Regions from separate parts of the Sus scrofa genome. Here regions 2, 3 and 4 are each linked to region 1. A link is a contact called in public HiChIP or PLAC-seq data. All regions are on one chromosome and are shown on one strand. The core of a region is the stretch at or near the end of the contact, and the rest is flanking DNA. Distances in the headings are between cores, read along the strand shown.

Region 1 (3,214 bases), core at 459-2,958:
ATTTCAATCGTTCCTCACAAGTTGTGGTTTCCAGACCCTTCACAAGATTGTTTGTTCTCCTCTGGATAAGCTCCAATTTGTCAATGTCCTCTATAAAGCATGGTGCCAGAATTAATTGCCATAATAACAATAACCATAATAATAATAACCACCATTTATTAAGTTGCACAGTGTTCCAGGAACTAGGCTAAAAGCTTAGCTCATTTAATCCTCACAAAACCCTCTAATGTATGTGTTATTATCCTTATTTTTTTAAATAAGGAAACCAGTTTTAGTATGTTAAGTAATATGTCCAAGGTCACACAAATAGAAAGTACAGAGCTAAGATTAAAATATGCTCTGTGTTCTGAACAACTTTATAATGCTCCAGAATTTTCCAACCTTGTAAAATTTAGGACCTAGATTTTAAGCTTTTGTGAGAACGTCTTAAGACTTCATTATCTTGTTTGCTGATTTCATGTTTATGAAAAGTGTGACAGAGCTCAGTTCTCCCAGGACAGGCTTAAAAACACTAATTCATTCATTTGTCAAATACTTATTGAGTGTCTACTTCCCACCAAGCCCTGTTTCAGAAGGTGACAATCTAGAGCTAAACAAGGTAGACAAAGATCCTATATTCACAAGGCTGACATTCCTTTGGGGGAGACAGACATTCTATAAGTAAACAAAGATGGTGTTGGGTGGTATAAAGAAAAGACAGAGTAATGTGCTAGAGAGTAATTGCATTGGGGTCTGAGGGAAAGACAAGATGAGACTTGGCTATCAGAGGAGGCTTTTTGGTGACAAGCAGCCTTAGACCTGAATGATGAGAAGGAACCAGACAAATAAGGACCTGAGGATCTGCAGGAAGAACATTCAGGCTTAAGAAATGGCAAGGGCAAAGGTCCTGGAAACAGAAGAAGCTTAGTGAGTTCCTGAAACACAAAATGACCTATGTGGCTAAAAGCAGTGTGAACGATGGAAGAGTGGAAGGGGATAACTATAACTTCAGACACACAGGCAAGGCTAGATCACATAGGGTCTTTAGGCCTGCAAAGGATTTGGGGTTGTTGGTTCTTTTTTTCCCCCAAGTGTAATGGGAACCCCATGTTGAGTTTTATGAAAAGCAGCCTCATCTAATTAATCTTTTAAAAGGATGACATCACTGCTGTGTAAAGAACAGATTTTAGGAGGCAAAAATGAAAGCAAAGCAATGAGTTAGAAAGCCGGCGATTCCACTGTCCTGGTAAGAAACACTTGTGGTTCAGATCAGGTGGTAGCTGGCCCAAAGGTGACTTAGATCACTGGAGGGAAATGGATGAGTTCAGGAAAATGGAAGAGGAGTGGACAAAAATTTCTGGTAAATCAAGTGTGGTAAGAGATAGAAATTGGTTTAACTCTTGGATTTGGGGGCTGATGGGAATGTTGTACATACTTGTTACATATACAGGTATATACAGGTATGTACATAGACCTCTATACACATTATACAGGCCGTTTACATATATTAACTAATTACTAATTACAAATATTAATTGCCAGAGTCCTATGAGGTAGCAGGTATTTCCTGAAACTATTTCTGACAAAGAACCTGAGATTTAGAGAGGTTAAACAACTTGATTCTGGTCATGTAGGTAGTAAATTGGGAAGCCAAGATTTGCACCCAGGTGTGCCAGGCATCAAAAGCAGTGCGCTTTCTCCTATGCGACAGCGCCACCCCCGGAGCGCTGATGGAGACTGCAGCTTGCCTGCGCGGTGAGAGAGAAAGAATTCCGCAGCTGAACACGGAGTCACATGTGAGGACATGTTCTGTTATCAAAGGACACATGTTGCCAGGCCTCCCTTTGGTTCCTTGAAGGGCTATTTTCCATTTTTGGAATCTTCTGTCTTGGAGATGTGAGCACGTGGGGTGGAGTCAGAAGTACATGAAATGATTAAGCAGATGGAGAAAATGACTTCCGAGAAATGACGAAAAGATTGCAGCTCTGCTCAGTGATGACTAAAGAGCCCATCAGTCTGTAAATATTTCATTGGTGGAAACTCAGGAAGAGAGGATTTTTCTTTTTTTCCAGAAAGTAGAGCAGAATTGTATGAAGGGACAGGAAAAGTGTAGAATCCCTAAATCTGATCTTAACTTTATGACGTTAGTAGCTTATAATGACTCTGTGTCTAAACATTCTCATCTTAAAGGAATGAGCTAAGATTGAGGTCATTTCTCCAGAAAGGCATCAAAATCCACAGAAAATACTTCTTCCTTTTATTGATTGATTGATAAATATTTATTAGCCCTCTACTTTACAAGAAGAGGATTTGGGGTATAGTATAGGTGTCCATTTCACATATTTTAAATTTACAGTGAAACTTTTTTTTTTTAATGAGACAGCTATTATGACAATTCCTCCACAGTAATCGTCTGTCTGCCATCAGAATTTATTCCTACACTGAAGCATATTAACTATCGTCATGTGCCAGAGTCTTAAAGGAGTCAGCAGAGGAAGGGTAATGCTGGTACCAAGGATCTCTATTGTCTGAATCATGCTACGCTCTAAAGAATGGGGAGGCTTAAGTTTCAAACACAGGCTGGAGATTTCCTTGCATTTGCCACAATGTACGTTTGTCTGCACATTTGTTAGTGAAATGAGAGAACACGGCTGCTTGATAACAGAAACAACTGTCCAATACACTGCATACATTATCTCCCCAAGTACAGTATGAAAATTATATCCATCAGGCTGCGAAGTCAGAGAACCTCAGTTTATCAGCTACTTCTGGGCTATATGCAAAAGCTAAAGCCACTGAGGGAAAGGCTTCTTGAAAAACACAACTGTCCTTTTCAGATATTTTTGAAATCTCATATTCTTTTTCTGATGTTTTTGGCCCTCTGCTCTTGCATGGTTGGGAGGCCATCCTGAGGCCCGAAGGTTAAAGAGGAATCCAAGTGGATGTGCCGTCTTAATGGACTTTGAATGTGCTCCAGAATGCCACTTTTTCAGTGTTGCTTTTACAAGTTACACCTGAAAAAAATGGGCCTGAGTCCAGTAGGAAGGACATAATATTTTCCTGAATATGCAAAAAAGGAGTGGGGTGTAGTCTCTATTCCTGTGGGCTCTGGGCAGCCTAGTGGGTAAATGAGCATTTATTTCCTGTATACCATCTTTGAGTTGAAAATGAGTCACATACTCATGAAAAGACTGGTAGTATCTTCTTTTGTCTAGCTCTGTATCCTTTTGTGGTA
Region 2 (3,048 bases), core at 494-2,993, 280 kb before region 1:
TAGCCAAAAAAAAAAAAAAAAAAAAAAAAAAAGACTTAATTAAACGAAAGAAAAATAATGACAGAGATAAATTATAGTTTTCATTCCTTTAGACATTTCAGCATTTTGTTCATGTTATGACATATGGCCCACAACTGGTACCTTTAAAAAAAAATCAGCTTGGCTCAGTTTTCCTGTGGTAGGTGGATAAATCCTCAACTTAAAGCACTTTTTACTAGAGAAAAAAAAAAAAACTTTTTTTTTACTTAAAATTTTTTTTCATGTTGATTTACAATGTTCTGTCAATTTATTTTTTTTTTTATTTTTATTTTTTTTTGTTGTTGTTGCTATTTCTTGGGCCGCTCCCGCGGCATATGGAGGTTCCCAGGCTAGGGGTTGAATCGGAGCTGTAGCCACCGGCCTACGCCAGAGCCACAGCAACGCGGGATCCGAGCCGCATCTGCAACCTACACCACAGCTCACGGCAACGCCGGATCGTTAACCCACTGAGCAAGGGCAGGGACCGAACCCGCAACCTCATGGTTCCTAGTCGGATTCGTTAACCACTGCGCCACGACGGGAACTCCTGTTCTGTCAATTTAACCTTTTTAAAAATAACATTTTCTTTTCTTTTTTTTTTTTAGGGCTGCACGTGCTCGTATGTTCCTGGGCTAGGGGTTGAATTGGAGCTGTAGCTACAGGCTTATGCCACAGCCACAACAATGCTGGATCCAAGGCACATCTGCTACCTGCACCAGAGCTTGTAGCAATGCTGGATCCCTAACCCACTAAGTGAGACCAGGGATTGAACCCTCATCTTCAGGGATGCTACGCTGGGTTCTTAACTCCTACAACATTTGCTTGAAGTCTTTTTTTTTTTTTTTTTTTTTTTTGCCACCTCCTTGGCATACGGAAGTTCCTGGACCAGGGATTGAACCCAAGCTGCAGCTGCATGAGCCATCCATTCTCTTTGCTTGCCCCAGCAGTAAGCTTTTCTCTGCTCCAAACTCTGATATTTTGGTTTATTTGGCCTCACAGGGCATTGTGCAGGGAATTTGGTTTGATAACACTTGGATATTATGTCCTCTGAGAAAATCCCCTTCCCTCTTTGAACTCCCATAGGAACCTGTTCTCCTACCCCACAACGACAGCACTGAGCATGCTGCATTGGAACCAACAATCTCTTCCATCCAACCCCAGATGCCTGAGAACAGAGAAACTCTCTATTTTGCCTATTATTGTAACCTTGGTACCTAGCACAGTGCTTAGTACATAGTAGGTGCTCAATAAAATTTTGTTGTATTATGTATTAAGACCTCTTGGGTGCTGGTGGCTCTTGTTAGCTTTGCATGTTAGTTAATGTGGACACTGGAGGAATTGGGTGAATCTAAGGCTTTTTGGGACATATTTTCATGTGCAGGGTTTCCAGGAAGGATGAGTTGGGGCTCTGGAATTCCAAGGCAATGGGGATGTGCTTCAGTTTCTACTCACTTTGCTTCAATCCTCAAATTGAATCTTTAACCCTAAAGAAAATGAATCATCCCTGATAAATATATTGCAGGGGTGGAACAAGACCTATAGTAGGCATTGAGATGGGAAAGAGGCCAGTGCCTTTCCTGTTTACTTTTGTGCCATCATAGAACACAATAATATTTGTTTTTCAGTTGGTAGGTCAAGGCCCTGTGCAGAGCCCTCATCTATATATGAATGGGTGGCTGTTTCCTATTCCTTTTTCTGGTATTAGGCTACTCTGAGACTTCCTCCAGAGGTTTATGAGTATCTTCCCTGTAGTGGACAGCTGGGAGGTTAAACTTCTTTCTGGAGGAGATAAACCTTCCCTGAGTCATTCAAAGGCTTCTTGTTATTCAGATTCCTTTCTAAGTGTCAGGTTAACCGGCTGGACCTGTGGCCTCTCTTCTATCATCTCATCTGCCTCTTGATCTTTCTTGTTCATTTGTCTCTGCAGAATGAGGATAGTAACTGGTCAGGCTGTGTGTACAGCATATGCAAAATGATGTTGCTGTTTTGTCCAAGGAGGAGCCCTTTACCTTCTTGCTACTTGAATGAGAAGAAAAGGTCTATTAAGAAGGTTTGTGCTGGGTAATGATTATGTGACTCTATCTCTTTTAATTCCTGCTTTAAAAAGGAAGTGACTCATAGATAAACTGGACTTGAAAGAATGTCTGGCTTATGCAAAGCTCTTATTTACATACTAGCCTCTTTCATTCACAGGGAAATAGGGACTCAAGGACTTTGCGGCAGGAGTTCCTCCCTTTTTACTTCTGTTCTTTGATAGACTGTGGCCTAAATGATCTCTGGAAGGTTTTTTTTTTTTTTTTTTTTTCTCTGCCCTTAGCAGGCCCCCCCCACCCACATCACCAGCTTTCCCCTTCTCTCTTGAAAATAGATATTGCATGAATGTAAGAGCACAGACCAGAGAGATGCTATCAAATGTTTTCTGTCTTACATTCCTAACTCCTCAAAGTCTCAGGCCCTTTACCACTAGTAGCTGACATCTGTCTAGATGGTGCTTCATTTACTCCTTGCCTATTCCTTCCCAGGGTTTAGTAAAGTAGTTTTGAGTACAGTTTAGAAGCATGTGCTTTAGAGTCAGCTATACTTGGCCTGGTTTGTCTCCTATTACCTGGTAGTCTTAGAAAAGTCATTTAACCTCTTAGCCTGTTTTCTCACCTGTAAGTAGGAATCATAGTAATACTTAGATTACAGGACTGCTTTGATGGTGACATGAGAATTTATGTAAAGCACATGACCTAGTATCTGGCCAGTGGTAAACTCATTCAGTATTCGAGATGATCGTTGGTAAGCATTTTATTTGTAAGCTGATTTAGCCTTCCATTCTTTTTTCATTTTAGGTTTCTTTTTTATTTTTATTTATTTATAATTTTTTAATGGCTGCAAATGGGAATTCCCAGGCCAGGGACTGAATCTGAACTGCAGCTATGGCAATGCCAGATCTTTTAACCTACTGCGCCAGGCCAAGCATCAAACCTATAATACCACAGCAACTTGAGCCATTGCAGTCAGGTTCTTCACCTATTGGGCACAGTG
Region 3 (3,481 bases), core at 970-3,469, 320 kb before region 1:
CTGTAGTTGACAAGCTCTGGGCTTAAATCCTGGCTATTTCCCTACTTGATTTTGGGCAAGTGACACAATTTCTAAATTTGGAGTTTCCCATTTATAAAGTAGGGATGAAAATAGAACCTGTTATAATATGGTTACTATGAAGATTAAAAGGATTAATATCCCCAGACATTAATCCTTTAGCATGGGAAGTATTGACTAGATAGGTGGTAGCCATTTTAAAAATGTATTATTATTATCACAGAAAAAATACGTATTCATTAGTTGAAGATACTGTTGGAAATAGGGATAGGAGCTCGTAAAGGTTTGCATCTACTAAACCCTAATGCCCTGTCCATCCAATTCCCTCCCTCTTGGCAACCACAAGTCTGTCTCCATGTCTGTGAGTCTGTTTCTGTTCTGTAGATAGGTTCATTTGTGCCCTATTTTAGATTCCACATATAAGTGATATCATATAGTATTTGTGTTTCTCTTTCTAACTTACTTGACTTAGTATGAGAATCTCTAGAATGAATAAGAAATGAGGTCCTGCTATATAGCACAGGGAACTATATCCAATCACTTGTGGTAGAACAGGATGGAATATAACATGAGAAAAAAATGTATATATGTATAATTGGGCCACTTTGCAGTACAGCAGAAATTGACAGAACACTGTAAATCAACTATACTTTAATTTAAAAACATGGAAAGAAAAGTTCATAAAGAGAGTGGGAAGATAATACTGGGACACCCTGATACCAATTGTATGTAAATCACTTAGCAGTATGCAGAGTAGTGTTTTCAAAATCCTGTGCTCTGAGACAAGACTGAATCACTTCTATTTCCATCAGTAAATGCTGAAGGCAGTAACAGGATGTGGACCCAGAGGTCCTGCCTGTCTACCTAGAAATGACTAATCTCCTTTCTCTAATTTAATAAAGGAGGATAACATTGGAGTGGGTAAGAAGAGAGAATATGAAAGTGAGGAAAGTGGCTAGAATGGGAGGTGGGGATGGAAGGAAGAGGAAAGGTTCTAGACCCCAATCAGTTCCTGAGCTGTGACTGGAACATCATTTGCTATCCCATGTCCTCTATCAACTTGAGTTACCAAGCACAAATCAGAGCTCTGCATTAAGCTGTGTGACATACAAGTGCCTAATTCCCACCCTCCCAACTAGCCAGGGAAGGGGTTTCTTAGCCTAGTTCATCCAGAAGGCAAGGGCTTGGGTAATGTGGCGGGGGGGGGGGGGTGTTGGTTGGTTTTTTTGTTTTGCCAAACCCACAGACAGCATGCAGAAGTTCTTAGGCCAGGAACTGAACCTGCACCATGGCAGTGACCCTAGCCACAGCAGTCACAACACCAGATCCTTAACCTGCTGAGCCACAGGGAAATCCTTGGGTGATGTCTTTTGAGGGCTGGTATATTCTTTTATAATAAGGAAATATAGAAATATATATTTCTATATATATATTATTTCTTAATATAGAAATATAGAAAGCTTTTGTAGGCCCATATGGGGGAGAGACCACCATTAGAAAGCTCACCCTGGCATGGAGGGAAATGCCTTTGAACTCTACATCCCAGCAGGATGAGCAGAGAACTGGGAGATCAGCTCACCTCCATGGACTATCCCCACATGAAGTTGTATTCAGTAATATAGGCAATTAAAGAGTTTCCTTCTTTTCCCCTAGGTTTCCTTCTTCTACTCTGTGCATGTTTTTGGATGAACTATATTTAGCTTTTAGGTGAATGTTTTGAAGGCATCCTGATTTTGTTGAAAACTGAAATCATCCCCCTGGAGTACTGGGTTGTATTAGGACAGCCTCTGCCAATCTTTGTAAACCCTTTGCTTTTCTGAATACAGACATTGGACTCACATCTTCTTAAATGTAAATGATTCCATCAAATTCATTCCAACTTTCGTACATGTATGAGTTTGGTCTACTTCTAAGCAAGCCAAGCAAATTCTTCAAATTCCAAACCCAGTTACTGATGGAAGGAGTTCCTATGATTGCCTAAAACAGCAGGATTCTGCCAAATTGTCCTCAATGCCAGTTCAACAGCTAGGGTTTTTTGGTATCATAAAATCAGTGCTTATCCTGATTCTCACCCCCTGAGCTGTGTTATCCAGACCTCTGCCAATAGATCTGCATCATTGTTGTGTGCCTTGTTTGACTGCCCTGTCTCCAGCTCTGTTGAGACTGTCTGTGGGTGGCTTCCCTGTGCCGGGATGACAAGGGCAAAGGTCAGAAGCTTCCATGATTCATTTCCTTTTTGCTGCACGCAGTGGATGGTTTTCTGGGTGAGTCACTCAGATGCCAAACACAGGAGGGATTTTCTTCACAGAGAGGCCCTGAGGCTCTGCTATGCCCTGAACTGGAAGAACTGAGTTCTTAATATCTTTTTAAAAATTTTTGTATTTATCTCGATGATTTCATAACCCCCTTTGTATCCCCTGTCTTTGTGTCTGATGACTGCTTTGTGAACACTGCCAAACCTTTGTAGAACTTTCTGGTATCTTGTGGAGCCCCATTGAATTCTGACTCGAATAATTGGACTCTTAAATATATACTCCCAACACACTCCAGTACTAAAAAAAATCTCTGGTATGCCATCTATACTGGAGCTTTAACAGTAGTCTACTCATGGCTCCTCAAAAATCCACCCTCTTTTTCTCCCAGAATAACAATCTATGGAAGGAACCTAGATATCAACAGAGAAAGATGTTTAAATAACTAGAGCTAAGCTCTGCAGTAAAGTGTTTTTTCCTCAATAAAGGGAGGGTTATTATTTTCTTTCCTTTTTTAACCTTTTGAAAATTATGAAATAGAATATACAAATAGAAAACATAAATATATAGCATAATGTATACTTACAAAGTGAACACCCCTCAATCAAGAAAGGGAACATTGCCAGCCCAGATACCCCTCCTTTGTTGACCTTCTAGACCACACCCCCTCCCTCCCTCCTAGAAGTAACCACTATCCTAACTTTGGTGATGATCACTTCCTTGCTTTTCTGACCACCTCTGGTTGCAAGGTTATTATTTTCTAAAACAGTATCGCTTCTATCTTCTACTGGTGGCACAATATCTTTCATTTGTATTAAGCAATGACCACAGGATGACATTGGGCTGGAGTTATGTATATGCACTGTTTTCTTCCTCACCCCCAAATTCCAAAGAACTGCTTATCTATGTTTTCTGTGTCATGAACTAACAACATTCCTGGTACGACACATGTTTAAAATAATGACAGAGAAGAGGTAAAATAAGCACGAAACTTTCTGCGGCCTACCTCTTGCATTCTGGGTTTTCTGAGCTGCAAGTAGAGTGGTGGATGATAGGAACCCTCCTCTCCTTCCTATGACATCCTCATTCTTTAATTTCCCTGGGAAGTAGCCCAGAAAGTTCTAAAATATGTAGAACCTGGGCATGAAAAGTACCTATTTACTTGTTCTTGGACTACTCATCCCCCTCACCTTTGCCTCCAACTGTGAGAA
Region 4 (3,145 bases), core at 48-2,547, 370 kb before region 1:
GTTTAAAGTTCAGAGAGGTCTAACATATATAGTAGTTAATCCATTTTTTAAAGTATACCAAATATAAATAATAAGACAAGTTTCAGAAGTTTTTTTTTTTATGAAGTCCTGTTATAGTTTGAAAAAAATTTAAAGTAGGATGCATGATGAAAAATCTGTTAAAAGTATTCAAAGACATTTGATTTTTTTTTTTTTAATGACAGATTCAGGCTTTTGAGTCCATTTAAAATTTCTACATATGTTAGGCTCCTACTCTGTGCTAGGAAATTTATTAGGTGTTTGGGATACAACAAAACAGTGATCTTTGCCATCTTAAAAGAGCTTGCATTCTACAAGAGTGGAAACAGAAATATAAGCAAAAGGCATTATAAATTATTCGGTATGTTAGGAGGTAATACATGCTATGGGAAAAGTTAAGGGAAATTGGATGGTTGCAATTTTAGACTGATTAGCAAAGGTCTCATTGAGCAAAGACTTGAAGAAAGTGATTGAGATGACAAAGAGATTGTAATATAGATGGTAAGACAACAAGGATAGAGTCGAGGCAAAGCCCTTGCAGTAATTCAGGGGAGAGATGAGGTGATTTGGATCAGGGCGGTAATGAAGGAAGTTGAGAGAAATGGACAGAATATAGATATAGTTTGAAGACATAACTGATGGGATTTCTTGACTCAACTGGCAAGTGAGTAAAGGATTATTGTAAGGTAGGCGTCCTTCTAAACATTTGTAGTTCTGGGGCAAGAGTACAATGGAGACACCAATGATTAAATATTTTAAAGCCTTGTGAAATGAAAATGCACCCAACACTACTCTCTTGACAAATAAATCTTCATAAGTGCCTGGAACAGGTTTGATTTCAGATCCTTAAAAGTCCTATGCCAGAAACTTCTTGTGAGAAAGCTGATCCTTTGCCCATGTCTCACCTTCCTTCTCTTCCCATCCTTGCCTCTGAATTAAATGGCAAGAGGCCTTCTGCACATTTGTGTGGACATCCTAGCCTATATGTTCAAAATCAGTGGTGATATAACACACTTTGAAATAGCCAAAATTATTTAGGCAGGGTATTTGGAATCCTGAATAACTGAAATGTAGTCTAGAAAGAGTATGAGTTCCAGATAGACACGTAGTATTGGTTCTTCTAAAGCTCGTGGCCTCCACAGGCTTGTTTTTGGTTTTTGGTTTTTAGTTTTGGCTGCACCCATGGTATTTGTAAGTTCCCGAACTAGGGATGCAACTGCACCACTGCAGTGACAATGCTGGGTCCTTAACCAGGAAACCTCTCTCTCTCTCTCTCTCTTTTTTTTTTTTTTTTTTTTTTTTTGCTTTTTAGGGCTGAATCTGCAGCATATGGGAGGTCCCAGGCTAAGGGTTGAATTGGAGCTGCAGCTGCCAGCCTACACCACAGCCACAGCAACATAGGATCAGGAGCTGCATCTGTGACCTACACCACAACTCACAGTAGTGCCTGATCCTTAACCCACTGAACTAGGCCAGGGATGGAACCTGCATCCTCATGGATACCAGTTGGACCCGTAACCCCATCAGCCATAACGGGAACTCCCTTGGCTTGTTTTAAGAGCAGTACCACTCCAAGAATTTTGGTTTTGGCCTGAGCAGCTGTACAGATAAAATTGCTACCAACTGAGAGGCTGCAGGTAGGTAGAACAGGTCAGGGTGAGGAGGTAAATTTGGGAGTGCATATATTTGAGTTCTCTGTCAGATACCCAAATAGTACTGTAGGGAAAGGGTAAAGGAGACAATTCAATTTACAGTAACAAGTGACCTGGAATATATAACAACTGAAGGCTGTTTTTTTTACTGCAGCCGTTCTAACCATGATCTTTGCCTCCAGATCCTTACTGAACCACTTCTATCTAGGAATTTGTTTCAACCAATCTTATATAAGCCTATGGACTCCATCCTATTGGCATGCTTTCTTTAAATTTTTTATTTAAGCAAAAGTTCTATGAACCCTGTTTTCTATGAAAAACCCCTCAGATTTTCTCCTCTAGTGAACTACTCAGCAGTATATGTGCCCTTGCCTGGCATGTTAATATTATTATTTTTTAACTTTGGTGGTCTTTGTTTTATTCTTTGACAACAAGCAGTTGGATAAATTTGGGAGTCTTGGGCATATAGCTGTTATTGAAAAGGATAAGACTGGATGCAATCAAGGATAAGACTGGATGCGATCAACAAAGGAGTGAGTGTAGATAAGAAGAGAACCAAGGACTCAAAGATTAAAAGGTTGAGAAGAGGAGGAACCTGTAGAGGAGAGAGACTGACCAGGAAAGTGGAAGGAAAACTAGGTGATACCTTGAAGTCAGTGAAGAACTGTATCCAAGAGATGATCAGCCATGTCAGATGCTCCCAACAGACATCTTTATCTGGCAGGCCCTACCTAATAGGCTTTCCAGACTTTTTTCCAAAGCAATGATTTGTTAGTGAATTTTCTAAACTTTAGTAATTTTTAAGTGACGTTTGTAGGTTTTCAGTATATACAACTGAAGTTGTGGGGTTTTTTTAGGGAAACAGTTATTTCCTGCAATTTGCTTTCTGTGGATTTATTTGTCTTTAAAAAATGGTAGTGTGGTCATTTTTGTGAGTTGGTGGTGACTGGTGAAATTGAGAACAAAATTGTCATCAATCTACAAGATTCCTGCGCTGAGATCTCTAATAATCAATTCCATTATGGTCTGGGAAGGCAAATTGTACACTGAGCCATTTATAAAGTCACTAAGTCCTGAAATACCCAACTGGATATTCTGAGTTTTAAAGTCTAGTTATAAAAAAATAAGTGCTCTTGAAAATCGTGCTGGTTGTTCAGACAGTGTGAAGTAATTTAGATAGAATGCACTTGTTACATCCTGATAAACTGCAGAAGGTGAGCAAACACCAAACCGTGTGTATCTCTTAAGAAAATGGCTTGGACTTCCAGAATACATCATATTTTTACCCACTCAAGCTTGTATTGTATCATTTTCCCATATGAAATGTTTTTCCAACTACACCTGCCCTGAGAGACTCTGAATTACCCATTTAAAAGAAGTATCCTTTCTAAATGAGCTGAAGAATTGCATTCTGTTAAAAAGAGGAACAGCTGGTCATGTAGAAATTCTCAGGAATGCTCACTTGTCCTATAAAG

Evidence for each region. HiChIP or PLAC-seq counts read pairs in DNA pulled down with a chosen protein or histone mark.
Region 2: an H3K27ac HiChIP or PLAC-seq map of alveolar macrophages shows a contact between it and region 1. The contact joins two enhancer-like sites. A contact is called at or near these places in 1 of 47 Hi-C or Micro-C datasets (embryonic fibroblasts) and 1 of 2 datasets of contacts at active chromatin or transcription factors (alveolar macrophages).
Region 3: an H3K27ac HiChIP or PLAC-seq map of alveolar macrophages shows a contact between it and region 1. The contact joins two enhancer-like sites. A contact is called at or near these places in 1 of 47 Hi-C or Micro-C datasets (embryonic fibroblasts) and 2 of 2 datasets of contacts at active chromatin or transcription factors (alveolar macrophages and skeletal muscle).
Region 4: an H3K27ac HiChIP or PLAC-seq map of alveolar macrophages shows a contact between it and region 1. The contact joins the promoter of PHLDA1 here to the enhancer-like site in region 1. A contact is called at or near these places in 26 of 47 Hi-C or Micro-C datasets (adipose tissue, alveolar macrophages, brain and 15 more) and 2 of 2 datasets of contacts at active chromatin or transcription factors (alveolar macrophages and skeletal muscle).

The regions. Positions count from the first base shown.
Region 1 is chr5:38,952,250-38,955,463 of Sscrofa11.1, reverse strand. No RefSeq gene overlaps it. Among named protein-coding and RNA genes, the nearest start is that of KRR1, 130 kb to the right of the region's middle. Within about 2 kb of position 1,708, at least 21 of the 83 cell types and tissues checked have an H3K27ac peak or open chromatin away from gene starts, as enhancers often do. A contact at or near this core is called in adipose tissue and alveolar macrophages, where this site is marked.
Region 2 is chr5:39,236,011-39,239,058 of Sscrofa11.1, reverse strand. No RefSeq gene overlaps it. Among named protein-coding and RNA genes, the nearest start is that of PHLDA1, 82 kb to the left of the region's middle. Within about 2 kb of position 1,743, at least 12 of the 83 cell types and tissues checked have an H3K27ac peak or open chromatin away from gene starts, as enhancers often do. A contact at or near this core is called in alveolar macrophages, where this site is marked.
Region 3 is chr5:39,268,534-39,272,014 of Sscrofa11.1, reverse strand. No RefSeq gene overlaps it. Among named protein-coding and RNA genes, the nearest start is that of PHLDA1, 49 kb to the left of the region's middle. Within about 2 kb of position 2,219, at least 28 of the 83 cell types and tissues checked have an H3K27ac peak or open chromatin away from gene starts, as enhancers often do. A contact at or near this core is called in alveolar macrophages, where this site is marked.
Region 4 is chr5:39,317,465-39,320,609 of Sscrofa11.1, reverse strand. It overlaps PHLDA1 (pleckstrin homology-like domain family A member 1), which reads left to right and starts at 1,297. Exons shown (of 2, transcript XM_021092050.1): 1 at 1,297-3,145.